3 separate regions of the Sus scrofa genome follow, and all the other regions are linked to region 1. Evidence: chromatin contacts called from public HiChIP or PLAC-seq data. All regions are on one chromosome and are shown on one strand. Each heading gives the region's core, a stretch centred on a gene start, on an enhancer-like site or on the middle of the called end of the contact. The rest is flanking DNA. Distances are from core to core; before and after follow the strand shown.

Region 1 (2,846 bases), core at 184-2,683:
CCTGACTCCCTATTTCATTCAGCAAAAGCCCAAGTCCTAATAATGGCCTATCAGGCTTTACCTGACTGGCCCTCTTTGTCTTCGACCTCATCTCCTACTCTACTCTAGTCACTGTGGCTTTCTTGCTCTTCCTTGAACCCACCAAGCACATTCCCAATCTGAGTTCCTGGCACTTGGTTTTCCTGCTACCTGGAAAATTCTTCCAAGTGAATGGCCCTCTTCTTCAACTTCTTCGGTCTTGGCTCAAGGGTCATTCTAAGGCTTCTCCAGCCCACCTTGTTTCTTCTCTACCACTTCACTATCTGATATGCATTTATCTTCTCCCCACTTAGAATGTAAGCTCCATGAAGAAACTGTTTTGTTCACAATCCCTAGCACTCAAGAGTTCCTAGCACATAGTAAGGTGCTCTGTATTTGAAGACGAGATAACAGACTGCAGCTAACTGGAATATCTTGAGTCTGGAGGCTGCTGCTGTGTTTCTCTGGGCTCCCTCAGGATACACTGTTGCCAGCCAGTATTACTCATTTCATTCTCTAGGGAGCGGCGGGTTTGGTAGGCTCCTTTTCTAAATCCCTTCTATTATGGAATTTAAATTATAAATTGGTCATTTACTGTTGTCATACATCATGTGGCTGAATTTTCCACTGATTATATTTTTTTAATACACTTTCTTCTAGCCCTCAGCTGCTTTTTGTTCATTCTCCATAGCCTTATTACAATGCTGGAATAATTCTCTTGGAGCAGATAAAAAAAAAAAAACTGTGTTTCATTTAACATCTTAAGTTTTAGGTAAATTTAAAAGGAAAAAAAAATCTGATTCGTAATACTCAGGCCTCTTAGGTACCTGTCATCTTAAGGTAGCTGAAGATAATTTTAAACATGACGAGTCCAGAGTTTTAAGACAAAAACAAACAAAACCACCCAAACCCAAACATCCATCTTGCTCCTTTCTAACGCGTTTACACAGAACTCCTGGGTTACTGAGAGATTGTTTTGTAGGGGAAGCCGCAACTTGTCCTTAGACATTTTGGGGGTGTGGGAGTTTGCTTGCTCGCCGTACAGAAGGAATTCTAGAAGCTGGGATTGCACCACCCACCCCACACACCCCTTACTTGCAGAAACCTTTGCTCCCCCCCCCAACCCCCACCAAATAAGGGCTCCTCGCCCGGCAGTCGCCAGCTCCAGATCCAGCTGCTTGACACCTATTGTCCCTGTTTGGACGTCAAGCGACTTCGCCTGAAGGACCCTAGCTTTGATTTCGCTCAAAACTCAAGGCACTGCTCCGGCAGCCTCTCAGAGGCTGTTCCGACCTGGGCTGAGTGGCCAGCCCCCAGGCTAGGGTCTTGGGCAGGGGTGGCGGGAGGCTGGGCAGGCCCTTCCCCGCAGGCGTTCGCGCCGGGCAGCCCGAGCGGCAGCGAAGGCCCCCGCCCGCCGCTTCTCCCGCCCCCTCCGCCCCAGAGGGTTGGCTGCCTAAGTCCCTCCCGCTCCCAGCTCTCCGCCTCACTAGCAGCGGCTCTCGGTGCAGCGGGGAAAGGGCGAAGCGGCCTGCGCCCACGGAGCGCACGACACTGCCCAGAACGCACCGCCACCCTTGCCCCTTCAGCCGCCCCCTCGGGATCTCCAGCGGCCTCCGCGCGCGCACGGTGAGCGCCACCCCGGACTGAGGCGCTGAAGGGGAAGAGGGCCGCTGCCCCGAGTGTCCTTTACCTCCGGACTAGCTGGACTTTCGCGAGGGGCTTGCTCCTCAAGTCACCCCACCCGCCCTGGTCATTTCCAGTGCCCTTCTCCACCCTTCTCCGCCTCTCAGCCCCGATCGCTCTCTTCCCTCCCGTCCTCGCAGGGCGGCGAGGGCTGTCCCTTCCCTGCGGGGACCGTTGCACTGGCCGTTGGCGGCCGGCGCTGCGAGGCCCCGCCCCCGGCGCGAGCCTCGGTGCCCCGGGGCAGGTAGGCCGAGCCGGCGGCCGGCGCGGGGGAGGGGCGGGGGGCGGCGCGAGGCCCGGCCGGGCGCCCCGCTGGCGGGTCGCGCGCGCGCCCGCGGCCCCTTCCTGCCCCGGCGGCGCGCGCGCGCCGGCCCCGTCCCCACCCCCACCGCTCTCGCAGGCTCCCGCCCGCTGCGCGTTTTGTCCCGCGTCTCGCCCCGTCCGCCGCCTGACTCGCCGCTCTTGTCCTTCCTCCCGCTTTTTCTTCTCTCCCCTCACGGTCTCAAGATGCCCTCGGCCACCAGCCACAGCGGAAGCGGCAGCAAGTCGTCCGGACCGCCACCCCCGTCGGGTTCCTCCGGGAGTGAGGCGGCGGCGGGAGCCGGGGCCGCCGCGCCGGCTTCTCAGCACCCCGCGACCGGCACCGGCGCTGTCCAGACCGAGGCCATGAAGCAGATTCTCGGGGTGATCGACAAGAAACTTCGGAACCTGGAGAAGAAAAAGGTGCCCGGAGTTGGCGGGGAAGGGAGGGTTGGATGCTGACCCTGACTGCTGTAGCCTTCACGCTCCGCGTCTCGGGCGCTTCCCTTCCTCCCGGTCCCCACCCCCCACGCCCCGTCTCCCCGCTGGAAGTGGAGCTTCGTGCCCAGAAAACGGGCTCCGCGGGGAGGTGCTTGTCACCTGACCCGGACGTGGCGCTGGCCCCCGGGCTCCTTATTACTCTGCTCTTGCCGGGGGCCAGGCTGTTGGCCTTTGGGAGTGCGATGTGTAGGGGTGGGGGCCTGTCCGATCGCCGTGTGTGTGTGTGTGTGTGTGTGTGTGTGTGTGTGTGTGTGTGTGTGTGGTGTCCTTGTCTTCGTGGCCGAGGCTGGATCCGCGGGGGTCAGCGGGGGAAATGAGGACTCTCTGTGGGGAGGGCTCAGGCC
Region 2 (2,846 bases), core at 101-2,600, 890 kb before region 1:
TATACATAAAAAGATTTGACGTAATTTTTAAGACCTTGTGTTCTTGGGAATTCTAACAGCATGTAAAATGTAAACACTGTGAAATTTTCAGGACTGAAATTAGTCAACGAGCAAACACAAAAATTCAGTTTAGCCATACTTTCCCAATATAATAAAATTTAGTTATCCAGAATGTTGAATAGAAATGCTCCAATTCTGTCGCTATCTTGTCAACCTCCAAAAACAGCCCCCACATCATAAGCTGGCCTCTTGAAAACCGAAAACTTAAGTGTATTTTGTTGCTATGGCAATGCGAAATTTCAGGAAATTGAGACTCTGCATGCTAGCTAGCCTCCCTCCATTTTAAAACTATTTACCTAAACATACCAGACTTAAATCGAAAATAAACTGACATCTTCCATAAAGTATGTCTCCTCTTTCAAAATAAAAAGGCAATTCTCTCCTACAAAACTAAAGAGCAAAAGAAGAAAAATCATTTAACTAAAAACCTGAATCTTAAAATACTTAAAAGTCACAGTACTAAAACAGATGGCCAAAACAGACTTCTCGTTTCCGATTTATCAAATTCTACAACTACTTTTGCGGTTTGAAAATCCAAAATGAAATGTTGATAGAACAGAGAAAAGGGAGCAGGAGAAAGCCACAAAATTCCCAAATCTCAACACAGCCATGCTCTCTACTCCTAAACTACTTCCTTCTTCATTCGCTCTGCCAAGAATCTTATTTCCCTAGAGTTTCAACTCAAATTATTTCTCAAAATAGCGATTTACTTCTGGATATACCACAAAGGCGGTGAAGGAGACACTGTCAAGTTTTTCGAGAACAGCAAGAACACGTTAAAATAATCAATCCCTAATCCCTTAACACCAAATGGTATTAAAAGAAGAAATCTCACTGGGGTAGTCCCAGGACCAAAACGGGACGAAGCAGCTGCCCGGCTATTGTGTGAATCAAATATTTGTTCATATTAACGCCCAAGACAGAGAAGCCAAAAGAGTTTTAAATCTCAGCTCTTTCCCCATTCCCACCGTTCTTCGGTACCCGGTCCTGCGGGTTCATTAAACCCCTAATTCCTTCCTCAAGCGAACATGGCTGGAGTACTCGGACGAACACAGACGTGGAGAGAAAAGGTCGCCACGAGGCCCCACCACTCTCCTTCCTCACCTGCTCCGTGGCTCCGTCTCCTGACATGGCCTCAGTCGATTAGAACGTGCGAACTGGCCCGCGATGCCAAGCTAGAAAAGAAAAATTAAACAAAAAACCTCCCCCAAGCCAGAAAAGTTGCCCCCTGCCCTGCGGAGCCAGACCGCCAACACGAATCGCCACCGCCCACTCAGATATGAATTAAAATGGCTGCGTCCCTGCCGGCCGAAGAAGGAGGTGTGGCTTCCCGCATTAACTTCCGGGGCAGTGGGCGGAGTTAAGAGCGAAACTCCCTGGTTACTCAATCGCGCAGAAGCAGGAAGATGCCAGGGGCGGGCCCAATGCGTGTACTGACGTCAAGGCCCGGGGTTGGAGAGGCTGTTGCTGAGCTGGCTGCAACCGGCTAGGAGGCGGGAAACTGTTTCTCCGGGAAGTTCGCGCGCCTTTTGGAATTTAATTATCATGCTGAGGAGCTGGACTCTCCTCTCTTGAAGATTGCCAATCAATTCAATTCAAGCAAACTGGCCATTTTAGGGAGCAAAGCTAAGTGTTAAATGGCTCCTATGTTTTGGAAATAGGAATCCATGAAGTTTTCTATGGTCTCAGCTAATGCTTTTCACACTTTGGGGGTATGAGAGTGACTGATCGAGAGCATTAATATTTATACCGTCACTGGTTACTGTTGTGTCTAAGGCTTGTTATGTCCGTAAGGCATGGGTTTTAAGCTCCGCATCCCATCATAGTTCTGGAGCCAGACTGCATTCTTTTGAATCCTGGCTTATCTCTCTCTAGTGGGTAACCTTGGGCAGTTTAACATCTCTGTGCCTCAGATTCTTTGCCTATAAATAGAAATAACAATAGTACCTGCAGTTTAAATAAGTTATACATGGAAAAGTACTTGGCACAGTACCTGACATAGTCAAAAACAAGTGCAACTAAGTCTCAAAACTCTTTTCCAATCAAGGATCATCACAAGACTTCTTCCACCCTCTGTCTACAGTGGCCTATGGCCCAAAGTAAACAAACCTTTCCCTTACACTCTTTACTCTTTTCAGTGTCCCATGCCTCTGCTCCTATTTCCACCTCTGCCCTTTTCACAGCCTAAATTCTTATCCTTCCAAGTAATCAGACACATGAGCAGAAGATGTATAGTGGAGATGTTTTTTACACCATCCAACAATAGAAGACTAGATAAACATGACAATTCCATCCTTGACCGCATGCTCTGTAGTTCCCTTGTCCTATGTTCCAAGACTCCTAGTGGATGCCTGAAACGGAATAGTATCAAACCTTATATATACTGTTTTTTCCTGTACATACATACCCATGATAAAGTGCAATTTATAAATTCTGAACACTAAGAGATTAACAATAATTAAAAAGCGATTGTAGGGAATTCCTGTCCGTGGCTTATTGGTAATGATCTCCACTAGTATCCATAAGGACGCGGGTTTGATCCCTGACCTCACTTAGAGGATGGGAGATCCGGCGTTGCTGTGAGCTGTGGTATGTCACAGACATGGCTCAGATCCTGAGTTGCTGTGCCTGTGGCATAGGCCGGCAAATGTAGCTCTGATTCAGCCTCTAGCCTGGGAACCTCCATGTGCCTTGGGTGCGGCCCTACAACGAAAAAAAAAAAAAAAAAAAAAAATTGCTATAAAAGTTATGTGAATGTAGAGTTCCCGTCGTGGGGCAGCTGAAAC
Region 3 (2,846 bases), core at 92-2,591, 780 kb after region 1:
ATCTCCTGAAAATATCTAACTATCAGAAGGCCTAGTCTGCCAGTTTTTCACAGAACACAGAGTGCCTCATTCCTGATCTCCCTGGCCTTCTTTCAAGAGTGTGCTGAAGGTCAGCGGCTGACTGCAGCGGCTAATGACCTAAACCTTGTGGAGGCAGCGGGTGGGTGACAATTTTTAGTTGGCAGTGAAAAGAGGAATAAATACGTAAATTGTAATAAGTGAGAGGAAGAAAACAAGTGACTTTGCTCATCTCTGGAAAGTCATTTATTCACAGAAATACTGGCTGATAAGTTTTTCCTAATAAAATCTGCCACCTTTTACTTTTTAATTGGGACCTTCTGCCCCAAGGAAGAATAACAGGAGGAATAAAGAATCAGGTCGTGATTTGAGGGGGAATTCCCAGTCTCTTCAGCAGCGCTTCTCACTTGTAATGGTTTACTGGTCTAGCTCTCCTCCAGAACCCAGGCCATTGTCTTAATTACCACCCTGAGCACATGGGTGTTCCATAAATTGTTGGCATGCAGAAGTGAATGAAAAGTTATGTGCAGCCCGAGGGTGGAATCTTCCTGTGACTTCTGCTTAAGGAAAAATCCTTCCTAGATCATCCCACAACCAATCTAAACAGAAGCAGGCAAAGAGCAACTTGCGCAGAGAAAGTGCCAGCTACTGAACAGATCCGGCTCGGGGACGTTTCCCAAGTACCTACTACGCGCCAAATGTCAGGCTGGTCGCCAGGGCGCAGAAGAGCTCATAGTCTGAGCTCCGTTTCACCCGCGGCTTCACGTTTCCCCGGTCTTCATGAGAAGTTACTTTGAAATACACACTTAATACCGCTCTCCTCCGTTATTTTTCCTTATTCAAGGTTTGGTGCCCAGCTCCTGTCTCCAGAGAACCCCAGCCGGTGGAGCAAAGACCTCAGCGGGAGCCGGGGACTTAGGTCAGCACCCGCAGCGGAAACCGCGGTGCGCGAGGGTCCCGTTGGGTCCGGCCCGAAACCCCACCCCGCCCGCGCCTAGCTTCCGCCGCCGAGCCCCGCAGGCGCCTCGCTTCCAGGGAATAGAAGGCGCCGGCGGCCCCGCCCCTACCTGCGCGAGGCATTGCCGCGAGCTACAGTCTCCCTCTGGAGCGTGACAGCCAGACATGGCCGGGAGCAGAGGTACCCGCGCCCTCCGGTCTTCGCAAGGCTTTGCTCCCGGCCCTCAGTTGGGGCTAACACGGCGAGGCCAGAAATGCAATCAGGCGGTGTGGAGGGCAGTCCGGAGGCGGGGCGGACAAGACGAAAGGCGGGTCCGGGAGGGCCTCGCTGACCGGAGGCCCAACCGCGCAGCCTCATGACCGGGAGGCGAGGCCAACGAGTTTGGAGGCGGAGCTAGAAGAGCTGCTTGATTCCTGCGGTTTACGAGTCGCGGGCGTCCAGGGGGCGTGTCCAACGGGGTGGGAGGCGGGGCCTTGTAGGGCCTTGATGACTGGGCGAACAGGCTGTGCTGAGGGCAGCCCGCGAGAAGGCTGGGAAGATGGCGGCCTCCTGGAGGCTAGGCTGTGACCCGCGGGTGATGCGTTGCCTCCTGGGCTTTGGCAACTGCCCGGGGCTGGTGAAGGGAGCTGCTGGATGGTCTCTCGGCCGCGGAGCTAGTTGGAGATGGTATCACAGCACGCAGTCTCTTTGGGGTGAGTGGCCGGGACGCGCTCAGCTCCTCTGTGCATCTGAGCAACGGGCCTGGGGCAGGGGCTTTTTGATTAAGGGCCTGCACCTGGGTGTGGAGGTGCCCGGAGCCTCCCCGCTCCCTTGGCTTTGTCTCGGGGAGGGTTCTGCTGACTTGGCCTCGTGCATGCCGCAAAGGGTTTTTTGGAAGCTAGGAGAATTTGACTCCGTTCCCTGGCCTCCTGGTTGGTATGGCTTCTCCGTGACCTTGCCTTGGATTTGGGGTTGTGCGGCCTCTCTCAAGCCCCTTCCTAGTCATTGTTAGTTTCCTTTAGAGTTGTCAAGTTGCCCAAGTTTGCTGAGATTTAGACGTCACGTTAGTGGTTTTTATTCATTGTTTTCACCCTTGTCTACTGGAAGATCTTAGAGGCCAGCGGGGTTGCCTCACGCGAGTACTGGTAAAGGACTCAATTTGTAAATGTCTAGGCATCATAGGCATAGGTCCGGAAAAATGTTTTATGCGAAACATGGCTTGAAAGAGTGGAAATTTAGGGGGAGAAGCTTACCAAGAAGTGTCGACTTAAAGCCAGGCCGCCCAAGTGTTGTGAGTTTTAAGTTTTATTCAGAATATGAGTGAGGATTTTAGCCTGGGAGACAGCCGCTCTGCAGAGGTAGAGAAGCCAGATTGTATGTGAATTTTTTGGCTAGGAGATAAATGCGGTTAGGCATACAGGTTGATAAAAGATTACTGCTAATCACAAAGAGCAGATATCTCAGGTTAATGGTTTTAGTATTTTTCTATGAATGGGAAGATATAAGAATTCAGGATCATTAAAATTCTTCTTGAAATGTGTTTCGAATTATCTAAGGGCCTCTTTATCCAAAACACCCAGTGCTTCATCCTGAATTCCTCTCAGGTTGCACTGTCTGTCGCTGGGCAACTGCAGTGGGTTATGATTTAACCCTTGTAGAACTGGATTTGCCATTGAAATTCTTCATTGTTTACAAAACTTATTGTTGAAAGTTGTCTTTAAGTAGTGATATTGACAGAGCTAACACAATTCCTACGGTGTTTAATGGTATATACTGTAGTGTGCCCTGCATTATTTTTCTTTACATGAGGATGGGGGTGGGGCGGATTTTGAGTGTGATGTATTTTCTGCCAGTCTTTAGTCACTCCTCCGCAGGATGAATTGTAATATGA

What was found. HiChIP or PLAC-seq counts read pairs in DNA pulled down with a chosen protein or histone mark.
Region 2: a contact with region 1 is called in an H3K27ac HiChIP or PLAC-seq map of skeletal muscle, with 4 times the contacts expected there. The contact joins the promoter of CSTF3 here to the promoter of CAPRIN1 in region 1. A contact is called at or near these places in 1 of 47 Hi-C or Micro-C datasets (embryonic fibroblasts) and 2 of 2 datasets of contacts at active chromatin or transcription factors (alveolar macrophages and skeletal muscle).
Region 3: an H3K27ac HiChIP or PLAC-seq map of alveolar macrophages shows a contact between it and region 1. The contact joins the promoter of APIP here to the promoter of CAPRIN1 in region 1. A contact is called at or near these places in 1 of 47 Hi-C or Micro-C datasets (embryonic fibroblasts) and 1 of 2 datasets of contacts at active chromatin or transcription factors (alveolar macrophages).

The regions. Positions count from the first base shown.
Region 1 is chr2:26,874,012-26,876,857 of Sscrofa11.1, reverse strand. It overlaps CAPRIN1 (caprin-1), which reads left to right and starts at 1,433. Exons shown (of 19, transcript XM_005661021.3): 1 at 1,433-1,644; 2 at 2,209-2,424. The coding sequence starts at 2,209.
Region 2 is chr2:27,767,961-27,770,806 of Sscrofa11.1, reverse strand. CSTF3 (cleavage stimulation factor, 3' pre-RNA, subunit 3, 77kDa) reads right to left here and starts at 1,350. Exons shown (of 22, transcript NM_001267844.1): 1 at 1,165-1,350. The coding sequence starts at 1,191.
Region 3 is chr2:26,093,515-26,096,360 of Sscrofa11.1, reverse strand. It overlaps APIP (methylthioribulose-1-phosphate dehydratase), which reads right to left and starts at 1,341. Exons shown (of 8, transcript XM_003122870.3): 1 at 1,086-1,341. The coding sequence starts at 1,142. It overlaps PDHX (pyruvate dehydrogenase protein X component, mitochondrial), which reads left to right and starts at 1,466. Exons shown (of 13, transcript XM_003122869.4): 1 at 1,466-1,668. The coding sequence starts at 1,515.